Regions from separate parts of the Mus musculus genome. Here all the other regions are linked to region 2. Evidence: chromatin contacts called from public ChIA-PET, HiChIP or PLAC-seq and promoter capture Hi-C data. All regions are on one chromosome and are shown on one strand. The core of a region is the stretch at or near the end of the contact, and the rest is flanking DNA. Distances in the headings are between cores, read along the strand shown.

Evidence for each region. Promoter capture Hi-C pulls out the DNA fragments that hold promoters and counts their contacts. ChIA-PET counts read pairs in DNA pulled down with a chosen protein or histone mark. HiChIP or PLAC-seq counts read pairs in DNA pulled down with a chosen protein or histone mark.
Region 1: a contact with region 2 is called in a FOXA1 HiChIP or PLAC-seq map of pancreatic cancer cells. The contact joins the enhancer-like site here to the promoter of Gsto1 in region 2. A contact is called at or near these places in 6 of 39 promoter capture datasets (the 3T3-L1 cell line, the C10 cell line, the HPC-7 cell line and 3 more), 1 of 15 datasets of contacts at CTCF or cohesin (the NIH/3T3 cell line), 5 of 115 datasets of contacts at active chromatin or transcription factors (the 230-238 cell line, bone marrow-derived macrophages, effector CD8 T cells and 2 more) and 3 of 9 other capture datasets (adipose tissue, liver and pancreatic islet).
Region 3: a contact with region 2 is called in a promoter capture Hi-C map of hippocampal neurons, with 6 times the contacts expected there. The contact joins the enhancer-like site here to the promoter of Gsto1 in region 2. A contact is called at or near these places in 13 of 39 promoter capture datasets (the 3T3-L1 cell line, 3T3-L1-derived adipocytes, the HPC-7 cell line and 10 more), 11 of 115 datasets of contacts at active chromatin or transcription factors (the NIH/3T3 cell line, T-cell acute lymphoblastic leukemia, bone marrow-derived macrophages and 8 more) and 4 of 9 other capture datasets (adipose tissue, embryonic stem cells, liver and 1 more).
Region 4: a contact with region 2 is called in an RNA polymerase II ChIA-PET map of memory CD8 T cells, with 6 read pairs. The contact joins the enhancer-like site here to the promoter of Gsto1 in region 2. A contact is called at or near these places in 5 of 39 promoter capture datasets (the 3T3-L1 cell line, the C10 cell line, liver and 1 more), 1 of 15 datasets of contacts at CTCF or cohesin (the NIH/3T3 cell line), 5 of 115 datasets of contacts at active chromatin or transcription factors (the NIH/3T3 cell line, embryonic forebrain, large pre-B cells and 2 more) and 1 of 9 other capture datasets (adipose tissue).
Region 5: a FOXA1 HiChIP or PLAC-seq map of pancreatic cancer cells shows a contact between it and region 2. The contact joins the promoter of Stn1 here to the promoter of Gsto1 in region 2. A contact is called at or near these places in 19 of 39 promoter capture datasets (the 3T3-L1 cell line, 3T3-L1-derived adipocytes, the C10 cell line and 13 more), 1 of 15 datasets of contacts at CTCF or cohesin (the NIH/3T3 cell line), 6 of 484 Hi-C or Micro-C datasets (B cells, embryonic stem cells, extraembryonic endoderm stem cells and 2 more), 23 of 115 datasets of contacts at active chromatin or transcription factors (the 230-238 cell line, DN3 thymocytes, astrocytes and 18 more) and 4 of 9 other capture datasets (adipose tissue, embryonic stem cells, liver and 1 more).
Region 6: a contact with region 2 is called in a FOXA1 HiChIP or PLAC-seq map of pancreatic cancer cells. The contact joins the enhancer-like site here to the promoter of Gsto1 in region 2. A contact is called at or near these places in 17 of 39 promoter capture datasets (3T3-L1-derived adipocytes, the C10 cell line, the SN4741 cell line and 9 more), 3 of 15 datasets of contacts at CTCF or cohesin (embryonic stem cells, large pre-B cells and pro-B cells), 6 of 484 Hi-C or Micro-C datasets (cortical neurons, memory CD8 T cells, nephron progenitors and 2 more), 15 of 115 datasets of contacts at active chromatin or transcription factors (the SCID.adh cell line, T-cell acute lymphoblastic leukemia, craniofacial prominence and 12 more) and 4 of 9 other capture datasets (adipose tissue, embryonic stem cells, liver and 1 more).

Annotation. Positions count from the first base shown.
Region 1 is chr19:47,560,670-47,563,496 of GRCm38.p6, reverse strand. No RefSeq gene overlaps it. Among named protein-coding and RNA genes, the nearest start is that of Slk, 18 kb to the left of the region's middle. Within about 2 kb of position 1,351, at least 18 of the 459 cell types and tissues checked have an H3K27ac peak or open chromatin away from gene starts, as enhancers often do. A contact at or near this core is called in the HPC-7 cell line, bone marrow-derived macrophages and pancreatic cancer cells, where this site is marked.
Region 2 is chr19:47,853,660-47,856,359 of GRCm38.p6, reverse strand. It overlaps Gsto1 (glutathione S-transferase omega 1), which reads right to left and starts at 1,387. Exons shown (of 6, transcript NM_010362.3): 1 at 1,238-1,387; 2 at 1,037-1,145. The coding sequence starts at 1,271. Gm30021 (predicted gene, 30021) reads left to right here and starts at 1,444. Exons shown (of 2, transcript NR_166768.1): 1 at 1,444-1,709.
Region 3 is chr19:47,355,394-47,358,093 of GRCm38.p6, reverse strand. The region is part of intron 5 of Sh3pxd2a (SH3 and PX domains 2A); the gene reads left to right. Among named protein-coding and RNA genes, the nearest start is that of Gm29834, 70 kb to the right of the region's middle. Within about 2 kb of position 1,348, at least 40 of the 459 cell types and tissues checked have an H3K27ac peak or open chromatin away from gene starts, as enhancers often do. A contact at or near this core is called in bone marrow-derived macrophages and hippocampal neurons, where this site is marked.
Region 4 is chr19:47,446,652-47,449,353 of GRCm38.p6, reverse strand. The region is part of intron 1 of Sh3pxd2a (SH3 and PX domains 2A); the gene reads left to right. Among named protein-coding and RNA genes, the nearest start is that of Gm52384, 7.2 kb to the left of the region's middle. Within about 2 kb of position 1,348, at least 105 of the 459 cell types and tissues checked have an H3K27ac peak or open chromatin away from gene starts, as enhancers often do. A contact at or near this core is called in liver, memory CD8 T cells and pre-B cells, where this site is marked.
Region 5 is chr19:47,535,714-47,538,413 of GRCm38.p6, reverse strand. Stn1 (STN1, CST complex subunit) reads left to right here and starts at 1,295. Exons shown (of 10, transcript NM_175360.3): 1 at 1,295-1,600; 2 at 2,043-2,218. The coding sequence starts at 2,065.
Region 6 is chr19:47,492,160-47,494,950 of GRCm38.p6, reverse strand. No RefSeq gene overlaps it. Among named protein-coding and RNA genes, the nearest start is that of Gm41858, 8.2 kb to the right of the region's middle. Within about 2 kb of position 1,475, at least 65 of the 459 cell types and tissues checked have an H3K27ac peak or open chromatin away from gene starts, as enhancers often do. A contact at or near this core is called in the SN4741 cell line, embryonic forebrain, embryonic stem cells and 2 more, where this site is marked.

The DNA.
Region 1 (2,827 bases), core at 102-2,601, 290 kb after region 2:
CTTCCCTACATGAGGACATCAGTGTTACATGGATGTTTCCCTTCCACAAATACTAACTTCAAAGAACTGACCCTCCAATACTCTTTGCCTAATGGTATAGTATTATAGATATAAGACAAATTCATAAACTAGAATCTAGAATTCTTGGAACAAAAGCTAAGGGGGATTTAATCTTTTACAAATATTGCCAAATAACTTCTCCCTGCCCCCCCCCCCATCCCAACAAAAGGCAGTGCAGGTTTAAACTCCAAAGACTGTCAAAGCCAATGAGAGAGACTGCCTCTGTCTTTGTAGCCTCGTCAGCTTTAGACAACAAAACCTTTTCATCTTTGCCAGCAGCAGATAGAAAACATTACTTTTTAGGGTTTCCATACACCCATGGTGTCTTTGTATGTAAAATGTCTACGTGAAAGGATTTTAAATCTTCCCCTTATTCTGGACTGCTGCAACTGTCTAGACAGGTAGTCATGTCAGAACATGAGATCTGCCATTCAGAAGGTTGTGTCTACCCAAGTTGTCCCTTTGGCCAAACAGCATTGTTCAGCTTTCAGGCCAAGCCGCAGGCAGTAGAGAGCCAGGGCCTTACACTGGGTTTCTTCAATAACAGGTAAATATGTGTGTTCTAGTTTTCTCTCTCTCTCTCTGCCTCTCTCTCTCTCTCTCTTTCTTTTTATTATTATTTTTTTTTTGAGATATGGTCCCATTATGCAGAACAAGCTGGCCTTAAACTCACAGAGATCTGCCTACCTCAGCCTCCCAAGTAGCTGGGGCTTCAGGCACATGCCACCATACCTGGCCACCTTGTCTTTCACATTGTTGCTTCAAGTAACATTTCATACAAAAAACGAGATGTCACTGTTTCTCCAAACAGGGGGCCTGTTGCCTGCATCACAGTGCAAAATCTCCACTTTCAAGGCTGACACATCTTGGTCTTCGCCTACTTTTCTAGACTTTGTTCTCAGCCCCAAACTTTGATCATCTTATGTTCTGCACTGGCTGTTTGCTGCCTGCACACGAGGTTATTTATTCCTTACATGGGCTCTTTGCCATTGGTATAACAGTATTTTCAGAGCTGGCAGAGCTTCTGACACCTGCAGGCACTGGGCAGATAGCTGCTGAATCCACAAAGGAGCCAATACTTCCACTAAACCTCCTGAACACTTTCCCCCTTTCCTGCCCTTTGCTACCAAGATTTCCTGGACAGACCTTTAACACGCTCACCTTCATGTGACTCTTAATTCTATCTTTAACACCAATTCAAGTCACATGTTTCCTATTAAGGCAGTGCTGCTCGTCCTGGCTGGGAGTCTTCTCAGTTAAACTCACATGACTCGCGAGAAGCCTGTACAGTCAGCTCGAGCTGCACAAACTTCTGTGTCCTTAGCTATGTTTTATTTCCTGCTGTAAAGAGCAGTAACCATATCTTAAGGTCCTTTACCCTTTTACTACTTAATCCAGTCCCATATCCACTGTGTAGTCAGTGAGTATTTGAGACCTAGATCCACAAGTCAATAAGTCACTGTTTGCTTTTTTTGCTATCTTAACCACCGTCCACAGAAAAAAGCGGGAGGGAGGGGTGTCAAACAATGGGAAAAGGGGCTGGAGAGATGGCTCAGTGGTTAAGAGCACCGACTGTTCTTCTGAAGGTCCTGAGTTCAAATCCCAGCAACCACATGGTGGCTCACAACCATCTATAATGAGATCTGACGCCCTCTTCTGGTGCATCTGAAGACAGCTACAATGTACTTACATATAATAATAAAAAAATAAATCTTTTTAAAAAATGGGAAAGGGAGATGAGGCGCTAGTTTTAAAAAGTGTCAAACATTGGACTCCTGGTTCCGTGGGGTGGGGGCTATGAGGGAGGCACTTGCTTCATTGATGAGTGGACCCTCAAATCTACAGTTACCAAGGGACAACCATAAACATTTACAGCAGTCAAAGTTCAGGTTGTAAGGCAAAAATAAAAGAACTTTTTTCCCCCTTTCCACTTTTAATTTAATAAGTTAATAAAACGTTTGGAGAGGAGTTCCCCTTTGCAGCCTCTACAAAGTGGCATGGGCACCTCTGGAATACAGCGGAACAATCCCCATCTCTGAACCTTAAAATATTGATGTTATATGGCTATGTCCTATTTGCTGGACATCTGAGAGCTCCTCCTTTTCAGTCACTTCTGGAGTCACTCAGGAGCCTCTGGTCATCTGACCACCTGCCCAGAGCTAGAGAGACCAAGATGGCATCTTCGCATGTGTGGTCGCTAGAGTTGGGTGCCCATGGGATTCGTGCTATGTATACTATAGATCGGCCTTCTCCACTGCATGAAGCATCTCATGGGTTTAAGATGCTGAAAACATTGGCTGCAACGTATTTTCAATTCCACCACGATCCACACAGCATCACTTCTGCCTTGTGAGTCAAAGACTGTCACATGGACATCCCAGAGTCCACAGATGGGAAATGAGACTCTGTTTATTATCATCAGAACGGCAAAGTCACATTGAAGACCAGAGAGACGGCACTCACTGTGGCTGACACAGGACAGCACAGGCAGTCCTATCCGTTCCGCTAATACTGGTCCTCCTGCTAACCCTTCTACAGCCCAGTGAGTGGGGGCTGACTGCCACGCTGAAGGAGATGAATGCCTGCGTCTTCTTACAAAGGGAAGGAAATGTAGAAATACTGTCAAGGCAAAGGAAAGATAGTAGCACTCACTATAAAGCACTCGAAAATGACCAGTGTGGGTTGGGTGTGTCTAGTCCGCCTTTGCTCTAGAATACTGATAACAGTGTACATCTGCAAGACTGTGCACACGTTCTTGCCCAGCACT
Region 2 (2,700 bases), core at 138-2,637:
GGAACCCCTCTCCCCGTAAGGGCCCCCACCCCTGTTATGGTAAAGTAATTTCAATGTTGCTTGGGAAATCCTGGTGCGAAATATAATTCTTTTCCACACTGAGTTTCAGTAGGAAACACATCACACAAGGCATTGTGCCCTGTTCTTGGACTCTCTCGTTGTATTAGAACAATAAATATCTTTTATTTTTTTCAATTCAGTTTGAGTTTCTTTGTTAGAGTGAAAGTTCCAACTAATATAGAAAAATTGCTTTTTAAGAAAAAAAAATACGTTCTTGTGTTCAAAACCAAATCTCCTATCCAAATGAAATTAAAATCGTTACAAAGTGACAATTAATTTTCAAATACTTCCTTAGGTTACATATTTTAACATTTAGGGAAAAGAACTGCCTGCCTAGCCAATTCTCCCCATGGACTAAAAGTCGTTTACGAATTGTAACTGCATACATGAACTTTTTCTTAAGGGTGAGCTTCCAAACAGAAGGTGTCTAATAATTGTTCAAAAGATCCCCCAAGACATTGGAAGGGAAATGGTCCAACGAACATGGTATCGGGAAAAGCCAAGAGACTCACCAACTGTAGATAACCCGTAGGTCAAAGACTGTTTGGATATGGAGGCTTTGCAAAGGCTTGACTCTGACACTTCCTTGTGTTTACAACCTAAATGACTGTGCACACGGCTCAGAACTCTGCTAGGCGGGTGACCTTTGTGCAACAGCGAAGCAAGCCTCTAGTTCACCAAGAATCCCAGGACCCGAGCTGAGACAGCCACCCCAGGGTTCCGCAATCTAGTGTAAACCACCAACCTCACCGTGGGGGGGTGGGGAGGGGAAACACGCTTTTTTTGAGCCCCAGACTGCTTAAACAGGCTGCCCTAGAGCCCTGGAGTCCATGACAATTCTCCCCTTGAAAAGAGGGTGAGCAACTAAAGTCTCCTACAAAAGGCTGAGAATATTTCCCCCTGACCACAAAGCCAACGCCGCGAGGGGTTGAAGCCCAGCCGCCAGCGGCTCCGGAGCCATCGCCCTCGTCCTCACCGGATTCCCTTGGCCTTCAGGACCATCAGCGTCCTCTGAGCGAAGGGGCAGAACCTCATGCTGTAGACGCGGATCTGGCCCTCCGGGACCGGGCCGGGGGGCGCGCTTCCTGCAGGAGAGAGGAGACAGTCACGGCCCGGATCGCACAGGGATCCCGGGCATCCCCGGTACACGGTGCGTCCCCGACACCAGTAGCCTCACCCTTCCCCAGGCTCCTGGAGGATTCTCCCGACATCGCTGAGCCGCCGTGCAGGCCGAGAGCCACGCGGGTTCCGCTCCCGTTTGCGGGCGACTCTGGAAGCACGAGGTCTTGTACACTGTCCTAGAACTCAGCCCCGCCCAGACCGCGCCTCCTGGCCGGGAGCCGCCCCCGCCTTTAAAGGGAAAGCATCGGCCGCTGCGATCCTGGATCCTGATGCTGTGTGACGTTAACCGGTGGGCTCCCAGGTTCGCTGCGGAGGTAGTGCAAGGAGGAACAAAACCACAGAGACACACACCCCGCCTCCACACAAGGGGTCTTGTGGTTTCTTGTGTCATGTGATGACCACCTGGAGCCGGCCAAAGCAGAGATGCTCAGAAAGAGCCACCCCATCCCTCCAGGCCGAAGGTTTCCTGTCTGCCTTCACACAGGACTCTGGCCCTGACCTCCATACCTCCCACACCCACTCCACTGGTATGTGAGCTCTAGCTCTGCCCCCAAATTTCCAACATTCCAGAGGGGTCTAGGAGGTGGTCTAGCCACCTGGACGGTCTTTTCTTCTGTCAGTACTAGCTTACTATAAGCTGCCATCCCTATAGTCACCTACAGAGGCACATTTCGGCATATAGAAAAGAGCACACATCTGGATGTTATTAGCCTCCGGACGCAGTTGTGCTTTCAAAATTCCATCCATAAAACATTTGTCTGGAAGCCTAGAAAGAGCACACGCTGGTTTAAGCACAGTGGGCTGAGAAAATTTAGCCTTTTGAGTCCATAAGAAAAAAAAAAAAATCTGGCCAGAGGGCTTGCGAAAACTGCTGTCTTCTTATTCAGGCATGAGGAGAGTTTGCCTCCAGGATTCGCAAAGCTCATGGATAAAAGCTACTAACTCCGGGGCTATTTATGAAAGAGCATGCCTGGGTTTTGTTTCCAGCTCTATTATTGGAGAAGCAGAGAATGCCCTTGGAGCCAGCTCCAGTTTTGATCCTGGCTTCTCCCTGTGCTCACTAGAACTACGGAACAAAATGCCAAAGTGACTTAAATGACTCATACGTCTAACAATTGCGGCCAGGAAATGGCAGCACCCTAGCAGGCAGGGCTTGCTGTGGATGAACTAGCAAACATTAATTCTTCAAATAAAGAAAGGAAAATATACAGAAAACCACTGTGCTACGTTACTGGTGGCCATTATAGTAGGGATCATGCCTAAGTCCTAGCAGCTGAGAACATAGCCCTCAAACATCTGGGCATATATCTCTACTGGCCACAGTCAAACTGCCACGGGACTATATATTTTGTTGTAGCTGTAACCTGAAGAGATTAATCTGAGTCGACTATATTGCAAGAAGACGAAAAAATTAAAAACCCTAGTGACAAGAAATAGTTTTTAACCTTCTACGTAATGTTCACCTTCACTGCCCAGATGTGTCCACCCGATGCAGCAACCTTCTGTAACTTTTCAGAA
Region 3 (2,700 bases), core at 99-2,598, 500 kb after region 2:
AAAGGTCAGTGAGGGCTTGGTGCAGGCCGAAAGGCTGTCGTCAGGGCTGACACAGGGTTTCTGGCTCCCTTAAACAAGAGCGTAGGGAAAATATAGGGGTGCCTCTACAGGGTGACCTGGGGTCCTGGTATTTTTCTCACATTGTGCTTTCTGTTCTCCCCTGATCCCCAGCCTTGGGAGGAGTTGGGGTGTGGGTGTCTCTCATTTCCACATACTTCCTGTCTCATGGCTGAGGCCCAGGTACCCTGGGGCATCTCCATCAGGACAGGTAAGCCCCATCTACCCACCCACGCAGGTCTATCCAGCAGGCAGGTGTTCTGCCTCCCCCAGGACGGGTGGCCCCTTTCTCCTCAAAGCCCAAAGGCTCATTCTGACCATAGCTGTCTACTCTTGAGTATAACCCCCCAGTTGGTGACCTCTCAGGGACAGTGCAAATCAGAGCTGAACTTAAAACTGGGCCTTCTCCACTCTGACGCAGGCCTTCTGATGGCACCAGGGAGAAGGCTGTTCATCAGCTGACTATATACTTTGTGAGGCCCAGGGGCCAATGTCCGAGGTACAGCCTCATCCCTGGCAAGGAAACTCAGTCTGAGGGAGGAAGGCACTGCAAGGGAGTGCTCACCCTGTGGGAGGCAGCAGATAGCATCACAGGTGCTGAACCCAGCTCCACCTCCACCTACTTGGTGCTTAATTGTTTAAGGCCCAGGGCTCTTCTAACAATGGCAGCTGCTGATCCAGTGGGGCAGGAGAAGAGATTGTGTAGGCTCAGGGCTTCCCACAGCACCGGGCCAGCCTGGTCAGGTGCTCGGAGGCTCGCATAAAGAGCATAAAGGCCTTCTACCTGAGACCAAGGGATGGTCAGCTACTCAAGTCAGAGAGCAGGTGGGGACACCTACCCGGAGGGAGTCTGCAGCCAACCTCAGGAAAGAGGCTGTCTCTGAAGGAGCCTTAGGAAGTGTTCTGAGAGGAGGTGGGTACAAGGCCATTACTAGCTCCATCGACACTGGCATCAGATATGGGGACAGAATCTGGGTGTCTCTGAGTTCCTCCTGGCTCTGATATCTTGTGGTCCTGTCAGAACTAGGTGCCTATTGCTGTGGTCCAAGTGTGTAACAACTTAGGTATAATGGCTATAAGAGCAGAAAACACAAGCAAGCAAGCAGAGAAACAAACAAACACTACCTCAAAGTGAGGAGCAAGCTTTCTGAAATCCCTAGGATCCTTTGCTATAGTGGTCTGTAAGGCGCTTAAGGTTGGAGTTTGAGCGCCAGTCTAACTTTGAGATCCTTAGAACCAGTGCCTCATTCCAGATCTGTGTGTATCTTTCGCCACCTGGTGGTAAGACTGAGTATTACAGCCACCTGCATTGGTACTGTCTGTCTATTGTTATTCTCCCAGGAAGCTGGTAATCCCTACTTCAGTTGAGGCAAATGGCTGTATCTCCACCCCCTCCCCACCCCCACCCCAAGGTGTATGTCTATAGAGACACCAGGGGTGGTCCTGGAGACTTTCCTCTGGCCTCCAGAGCTCCTGGATAAAACTCTAAGGATGGGCGCCATCTGGTGGGCACAGGAAGCCTGTTCCAAGAAGCACCCAGAAAAATCTAGGCTTCCTCCCACTAACTATAATCAATCCCTCTGGCTCTCTAGCAGGTAGCCAGCTTACTTGTCACTGGGGCAGAGGTAGAGGTGGAGGTGGGGGTGATCAAGAGTGCATACAGCTGACTTTGTGTCCCACCCAGCCTAGAACTGCCACTGACAGGCTGTGAGCCTGAGAGTCTAACTCAGTGCTGAGGCTCAGACGCTCCCCCCCCCCCCCCCCCCCCCGCCAGCTACATCCAGCCTTTCAAATGGTCTCAAGTGTACCACTGATGTGACAACTAGCAGCCCAGTCCCCACTGTGTGGCTATCACTACCAATTTCAGAATATGTTTACCACTCTTCCTGGAAAGTGTATCACCACTGCATTACGGCTGGTTTGCTTGCATGGATGTCTGTGTACCATTGGGCCCAGATTTAGTGACTGAGAGGGCCTTATCAGGCATACCACCGAGACCAGATCACCCCAAGAGCAATATTTACCTTGGCTTACCATCCGTCATACCCAGTTCTTGCAGTTCATTTGGGAGATGACACCGGGCAGGGAGAGAGGGAGGGAGGCAGCCAGTGTTAGTAGTAACAGCTCTGCAGGAGCCAGCAGCTCAAGCTATAGGCGTGCCTGACTCCAGGGATGCCCAGCACCCCTGTCAGCCCACATACAGCCCACTGGCACACAGCAATTGTGGGGAGTCCCAAAGGCCTGAGTGAGTTAGACATGGGTGATGTACACTGTGCTAAGGGTGACTCACTGGGCTTCTCTCATGTCCTATTCCTGGGAAGCCAACCTCCCCAGCTCTAACCCCAGGGCCCTGTCTTCCTTCTCTTCTCTCCCTTCAGTGCCTCATCGTCTGATTTACCCTCCCTCCCCATCTCTTTCACAGCCACCTTGACATCTTCTTTCCGTCTCACAGCCCCAGAGATAAGGAGTGAGCTCTTTTGAACCTGAGACCCAGTAGGTTCTCTGCAGATACAGTACTGAGTGGAGCATCTAGTTGGTGCTACTGTGAACATTGACCCTACCTAGTGGAGACTGGACTGGCACTGCCTCGGGGCACAAGGTCTGTGCTGCCTGGAAGAGGCAGGGATGCTCAGGGGGGCTGCA
Region 4 (2,702 bases), core at 99-2,598, 410 kb after region 2:
TAAAAGAAGTAGCCAGCATGGTGTTAATACACACACACACACACACACACACACACACACACACAGGTTTTGTCTGTTTTTGTTCAAGAAGAGAAGGCTGTATGGCTCCATTTTGAACACCAGAGGCTGCCACTCTCTGATAGACAGGGAAGAGAAGGAGGCTATATTCCAGGGAGAAATGAGAATAGGAGCTCAAGGCTTGGACCCAGACTGCTGGCTCACAGGTCAGAGCCAGCACCTCTGCTGTGTGGTCCTGGGGAAGTCCCTTCAACACTCTGCTTCACTTCCCTCGCCTTCGAAATGGCAACAGAACAGAACCTCTGGTGTGGCATCGTTGGGAAGATTGAACGAGAGGAGGAAGCCACGTCCTGCCAAGGCGTGGTCCTGCCCTCTCTGAGTAGACACAGCAGGTGGATTCAACTTTCCAGAGCCCCGGGGCCTCCAGGGCCTGATGGAGATATATTTAGAACACTTGCGAGGGCCACATGGTGTCTGTGACAAAGGATGGAGCCTGTGGCATGTTCTAGGGGGAGGGTGACCTGCAGGTGAGGGAATGCCAGCCCTTTTCCTAGCTGGCTGGCTATGAGCTGATGCCCGCCTACCCCAGGGCACTCCGTTTCCTCAGATGGATGGTGACGGGGACTTCCGTTAGGGGTGCTCTGAGAATCGTTGCCAGCATGAAAGCATGCAGGAAGCTTTTTGTGATAACCACTTAGCCAGCTGTAAGGCGTGATGAGGGGCCTTCATGTCAGATAGGGTTCACACAGAGCAGGGAGCTTGCTCTGTCCCTGAGTCAAACCTGGGAATGACCGTGGAAAGGAGACAGGGTGCTGTCATGCTGTGGGATGTACTTGTGATAGCAGAGCGGAGTTAGCATGTATTTGAACCCATGACTTAGCATCCGAACCAACTAAGGTAGCAAACTCCTCCTGGTAGCAAGTGCTGGAGGTAGGACTGAAGCTGTGAACCAGGGACCCCCCCCCCCAGGCCAGACAGTCCTTTGTGCGGTGTCTGTTGTCTCTTGTCACAGAGGAAGAGAACATGGTTTATACGGGTCTTTCGCTGTAATGGGAAGCGGTTTCTAGAGCCACTCAGAACGCACTAACTGGAAAAGACTTGATACACAGGTTTCCAGGAGCTCAGCAGGAATGGATGTAGCCAAGGAAGGCAGGAGCCATAGAAGTGGGGCCTCTGAAACGAGGGACTCCGATCCTATACAGGCTCACTCCTGGGAAGAAATCCACAGTAATAAAAAAAGCTCTGGGAGACAGTAGACATCCGAGTCTGCACAGCATAGGCAGGCTGGGAGGAACGTGGAAGGAAGGCACGGAAGGACCTGGCTGCTGGCCCCTGTGCCCAGGAGGGCATGCAGGACACACTGTTTGTTGTGAAATTTTTATTTGCAAAGCAGGGAGTTAGAGGTCCTGCACATTAAAAGCTTTCTGAGACAGTGTTTGAAATGATAGTGAAAAAATAGACATTCTTAAGGTAGTAAAAACACTTTTTGAGAAAATAAAAGAGGAGTGTGTGCGTGTGTATGTGTGTCCGTGTGTGTGTGTGTGTGTGTGTGTGTGTATGTGTGTGTGGCCAGCTTTCTTGAGATGTAATTCCTATAGTGTGCAAATGGCCCATGAAATCTATACAGTTCAATGACTTCTAATATTCACAGTGTTAGACAACTGCACTGTGATAGTCAACTGCAGAATGTGTCATGATGCCCCCTCCCCATTGGTCCCTAGCCACTGGCAACTATGAACACACCTTTTGTCTTTGGACCAGTATCTTCTAGCCATCACATATAAATGCAGTCATCTGTTAGGTGCTCTTTTATGACTGGCTTTCATTAGGAAATACTTTCATCCATGTCGCCTCTTTGAATGGCTTGCTGGGGTTGCTGGATTCATTCCTTGGGGCCCAGATCTTAGCACGGCCAGCCCTTGGTTGCAAGTACAGGCTATGCTGGAGCTAGCCCTCCGTCTCCTGTGAATGAACCCTCGCCCCTTCCCCGGCCAGCACATTGAAGGTTGGGTCTTTAGTACAGGTTCTGCTTTGCAGTTTTATTCTCAGCACTTCCTCTGCCTCTTAGAGCTGGTGGGGGAGGGGTGGAAACTGCACAAGGCCTCCACTGATCTGTCCCCCCCCCCCCCCCCCAGGGACCTTCTTTCCGGTAGTGGGTGGGGAAAGAGACAGAATAGCATCTTTATTTGTTTTTAATATTGCCCGACTCCCCCCAGCCCCTTTCCTAAGTTCTGGTCAGAGTCCCCATGGTTGTTGTCAGACTCCCTTCCCTTGAGACTCCGGGTTATGTGACTTCTCTCTTGGGGGCAGCCGATGGGGAAGTCCACAAGTGCTTTGGCTTCCTCCAGTGTGAAGTTAGTTAGACTCTCTGTTTTTCCTCTAGTTGGAGCTGGGCCAGCACAAAGCTGGCACATCCTTTAAGAGGCGGTCAGCTGCAAGTAACACGGCCCTGCAGAACCTCCTTAAGCATATGGAATCGGGGTATCTCCCATGCCTCCCTGTTTATAGGCGGGTGCTGTTGCAGGTGGGGCTCCCAGATCTCTGTGGGAAGCTGTTGTATCGGGGCTTACCTGCTCTGACCCTGGGTCAGCTCAGTGCCTGTTTGGGAGTAGAACCTGGCATTGAAGTTCTGATTGAGGCTACCAGGAGGCTCTGCCCCGCCCTAGACTCACTAGCTCCCAATT
Region 5 (2,700 bases), core at 46-2,545, 320 kb after region 2:
TTGAAGATTTCAGGATCGTCCAGGAAGGCTTGGAGTCTGGGAGTTCTACAGGAGGGAGGCTGAGATCTTTACAAAGCTCCATGCAAACCCCTCAATCTGGAATTCTACAGCTCACCCTCAGCTTCGTTACCATCTACTCCTCAGGTCTGGGGCTCAGATCAAGAGGCACACTCCCCTCTAAAGAGTCCTCCATCACTGTAAAAGATGACATCAGGGGAGTCTGCTTCTATTTATACCACAAGGCGTGGCCCTCCCCCAGGTTGGCAGTAAACCCAGAGTCCAGCGCTCTAGCCCTGAGAGCTCTGAGCGTCATTTCTGAAAATACCTCAACTTCTGAGGACAGCGGAGACTGGTCCCTGGACTCCACCCTGGCGCAGAGGTGTGCAGTCCTGAGAATGTCACCCAACCTGTCTTTCTCTACCTGACAGGTGAATTGGAAGCATCCATCCTACTATGTTTCCTTGGGAGAGAACCTCTTCTAGTAGAGAGGGATTGGGTTTACACAGATCTTAAACTCCACGGGCCCAGCCATTCTGTGCCACAGAGTCTGGGAGACACTGTCCGCTCCTTCTGTGGCCAGGGCAGTAACTGAAAGCCATGGTTCTAATGACACCCAGTTTCCATCCCAGCCCTTCTCTGATAGTTTAGCAATGATCTCTTTGGCCTCCTGCCTCTTTTGCCGCTGGAGTGAGTGACCTGCCCTCTCCTAGGCGTGTGAGTCCCTGTGAGTAGGGAAAAACGTCTTTATTTATATGGGTGGAGACAGTGGAGACAGGGCTCCAAGGAGGTGGCCATGGTTTATACAAGAATTGTCAGTCTCTCAAGAGTTAAAGGCACAACATCCTGGAGGAAACCTCATAGGGGTGGTTTCCGTTAGAGACAAGACCTCTCATTCTCTCGGGGCCTCAGGTTTAGAGCAGAACATCTGCAAGCGAGACTGTAGCATCCCTACGATGTCAGGGGATCATTACCAGCTGTGAAGAAACAGTAAAATACCCCATTGCCTAATTTCGTTGTTTGTTGCTTTAATCAGTCAAGACAACCCCCTGCCCTACTTTTAAAAAAGAAAATTTAAGTTTGATCCCGTCCCAATTTCCTGGAACCGTCTGAGGGAATCGGAGTGACAAATGTGACATGGAAGGCGGGATTTGAGCAGCAGGAATTCCCGGGCTGGCTCGGGAATCTCCGAGATTAGGAGAGCCCCCAAGAGCCTGCGCAGGGTGTATGTAGACCGGGAAGGCGGCGTGGGCGGAACCGATACGTGGGGTGGGCGTGGCCTTGAGGAGGACGTCGGGGGCGTGGCCTCAGCGGGAGTGGCTGGCGGTAGCTAGGCGCGGGTGGCGGGAAGGAAATACGCCGGCGGGAGTGTGCTCGCTTCCTTCTCGCAACCGGAACTGGTTCGGCAATCTTGGCTGGCTGCTCCTGCTTCGGGAGAAGTTGTAAACTGCTCTGATTTCTGCCTCTTTTTCCTTTCCTCCGCTCTTCCCAGAGGTGAAAGGTCGAAGCTTGGATAGACACACCTTCAGGGCCCCCAAAGTCCACGGCCACAGGGACTCTCTCCATTACTCTCCGGATTCACTCGTTAAAACTCCTTTTTGGGGTACGCCTGTGTGTATGGTTATCCTCAAAGTGGAGAATTAGTATTTAGGGGATGTAGCTCAGTTGTTGGAGAGCACTTGCCTAGCCTGCACGAAACCTTGCATGAAGCCCTGCGTTCCATCCCCAGCACTGTATAAACCAGGTCTGATGGGACATGCCAGTAATCCCAGTACTGGAGGATCACTAGTTCAAAGCCATCCTCCACTACATAGCTAGATTAAGATCAGCCGGGGCTATCTGAGACCTCGTCTGAAAAGAAAATTTGGTGTTTAACTGATTCTCAGTTGGTATTTCGTCCGAAGGAGCCTCATACAAGGACTTTGCCATCTGCTAGGCATGAAGTTTGACAGGGTCCTGAACCCCTGTGTTACCCTCCTAAGACTTCTGGATGACCGTTACCCACACTAAACACCCTAAAACCTTATTTTTGTTTTCTTTTGTAGAGTCTTGGCTCTGGGTTAGCAGATGCCACAGCCCTGCCTCTTGATGGAGTGTGAATCCAGTCCAAGGGAAGAGGAGATCCCGCCCCTCTTTTGGGGTCTGGATCCTGTGTTTCTAGCCTTTGCAAAACTCTACATCAAGGATATCCTGGAGATGAAGGAGTCCCAACAAGTGCCAGGTATGTGGCCTGTCAGCTTAACGGACGCCCTGTGCTGCACCCTGACCCTCAAAGATACAGAAAGCCGGAGGCTTAGGGCATCTAAAGAGCCCTGTCTGAAAGTTATCTAGCCTCAACCTTGGAAAGAGTTTATTACTGTGATTTTTGTGCAAATTAAAGACAACCTAAGAATTTGAAGTTGATCAAACTTTGAGCTTTGCATTGAGCTCTTTCTCCCAACCTGTACATAACCAGATTCCAACGCTCGGATGATGGAAATAGAGACGATGAAGGGTTCAAAGCCAGCCTGGGCTACATAAGAGCTTTTCTCAATAAAATACATAACTAAAACCACATGTGCTTAAGGTATTCCATACTTTAAAATACCTAGGCTCCTTTTGGGAGCCTGTTTTTGAGTGGACTAGATAGGCAGGCTCCCAAAGTCTTAATGTGGGACTTACCTTTCTGGTTATGTGACTCACTTTCTGCAAAGTGTCCGTGTC
Region 6 (2,791 bases), core at 226-2,725, 360 kb after region 2:
ACAACAGCACTAATGTGGTAAAACATAAAGCAGTGGTGTATGTGTGTGTGTAACATGCATGTGCACGCTTGTGTGTGACTATGGGTGCACAGCATGCCATAACATGCACGTGGAGGCCATAGGACAACCTTGAAGGCAAGCCTCACCTTTCACCTTATTTGAGACGTGATCTCTTCCACTGTTGGATTCACTGTTGGCCTTCAAGCTTCCAGGGATTCCCCTGCCTCCTCCTGCCTCATCACAGGTGCACTGCGACTGAAGATGTGCACTACCATGTCCGTCTTTGTGTGAATTAAATGCAGGTTCTCACGACTATGCAGCAAGTGCTTTACCCACTGAGCCACCTCCCTAGCCTGACTGATATTCTTTAAAGACAGCGCCCCCCCCCCAACCAGGTTCTCTGAAAGAGCAGTAAGCTCTTCTCTCTTAACTGCTGCTCTGTCTCTACCCCTACAACATGTCTTTTCTGGGTATTCATTGTGCCATGATCAAACGTAGTGACTATGCTATACAGAAGATCTCCCGAGCCCATTCCTGGGAACAATCTAAGAAAAGGAACAGCATATCTTAAGATGACAATGAAATTTTCCCGGTTGCTAGTATATTACTCATACTGGGTATTTTGGTTTGGAATGAAGTGCCCCTCCCAGGTTTATGTGTTAAAGCCTCAGCCGTTGTCACTGTTAAGGAAGGTTTTGGAAACTTAGGGGATGGGCAGGTCACTAGACGAGGGGGGTGGGGTCCTTGCAAGGGTATCTCCTCCCTTGCTCCTTTCTTGGTTGCCATAGTGTGAACTGTCATTCTTTGCCAAGATTTCCCCCTGCTGTTGTGGACTGATGTCTCTGGAATCACGAACCATAATGCATTCCTCTTTTTAAAAATCCCAGCACTTGGGAGGCAGAAGTAGAAGGAAAATAAATAAATAAATAAAGGCAGGCTCTCACTATTATTGACTTTCTGATTCCCCTGCATCAGCCTCCGAAGTGAGGGATTACAGATGTGCCTCTTACAGATGTGCCTGGTCTCTTTAAAACCAGCGGTGCTATTACCCGCCCATGGATGAGACACACTTCAGACTCCGTCACCATTGAGATAAATGCAGAAAACCGTGAATGCCTGTGGGGAAAGGGCTCGCTTTACGAGCCCCGCAGCTTTAGCTGGAGTCGAAGCAGGCTTAGCAGAGCTGCCATCTACATCTCCCAGCCTAATCACCCTAAGAGTCTGGGATTTTCATTTTCACCAGTTGACTGGACTGGTGTAGCTAATTGGGGCACTGGGCCACACCCATTTTGATCGCCTCTGCAAGGAAATGTACCCTAGGGGCCGAGGGTCTTTATTTTTCATTCTGAGGATGGGCCATGAATAAAGGACTCGAGGGAAGGGAAAGGGAGCACGGAACACACTTCTATTATGTCCTTAGCTCTGCGTCTCAGAATAATGGCGGCCCTGCATGATGTCTGCGGCAACCGCTGACATCCGTGCCATACTGAAACAAGTGGACAATGAATTTACTCTCGGATGAGTGGCATGCTCCTCCACTGAGTTGTTAGCATAGCCGTTGTTTTCCCATAGCCCTTTGTAAGTAGCAGGCAAGCTTTACCTCAGGGAAGCAGTGTGGAGCTGAGTTGGGGAGTTGCTAGTGCATACAGCCTGGGGAGTGTTTTCTGGAAGCCTGGAGCCTGGGGAGGGTTTCCAGATAAGTAGACCCCGAGGCAATGCAGACTGGAATGTCTTCTCTGACAGTCCCGTGGCAGAGGCCAGGATGACAGGGCTGGGATTGCAGGGGTGGGGATGGCAGAGGCTGAGATGGCAGGGATGGGGATAGGAGGACTCCTGTGCTGAGGCTCTGTGATGTCTCTGAGAAGGGCGGGACCTCAGCCTGGGTCATAGCTTCAGCTAAGATTCCAGGCCTAAATTTGCTAAGGAGGGGACCACAAATGTCCTGTCCTGAAGGGACATGAAGTTTGAACCCTGCTCTATCAGCGTAGGCTTTGGCCTCAGAAGGATGGTAGCTCTGTCCTGTTCTCCAGCTGTTTAATTCTAGAGTCCCATGGATCCTCAGGGAAGGGTGAACCTGTCTCATTCACCCTCCCACTACCTCCCGCCAGCCTAGAGGACAAAGGCTCGCCTGAGACAACTGAAATTAAAGAAAAAGGAAATGACAAGTCTCAAGCACTTGAGTTTTGAAAGTAAATCTCATAAAGGCACAGTTAGAAGAAATTCCCGGTAACTCTCAGAATGAGGTCATTCTACACGCCTGTGTTTCAGAATGCTGTTTTGAGTGGGAAGGAACGGCATAATGTCACAGTTTGGTTCTGGAGACATTGTTGGTTATTCTCCCAAGGACAAAAAAGCCCGTCCTGCATCACTGCAGAAACACAATTGGAAACCACTCCTTAGAGACGGTGGGAGAGGGGTTGACAAGATGGCTCAGCGGGGATAAGCAGTTGCCTCAAAGCCTAATGATTCCATTTCAACCCCCAGAACATACATGGTGGAAGGAAAGAGCTCATTCCTAAGCTGTCCCATACTCTACATAAGTGTTGTAGAACACAGAAACACTCTGTGTGTGTGTGTGTGTGTGTGTGTGTGTGTGTACAGTGTCTTGGCAGGGTCCACCCTTTTATAATCTACCCTGTCCCACAGGGTATGCCTTTGACATACTAATGAGCAAGGAAAATGACCTGTAACTCTGGTATGACCCTGCTTGCACCTGGCTATGCAGGAGCAAGTGGATGCTGGTAAGTGAGCAATGCATTCCAACTCAGAAGATGCCAAAAACCTCTGAGCC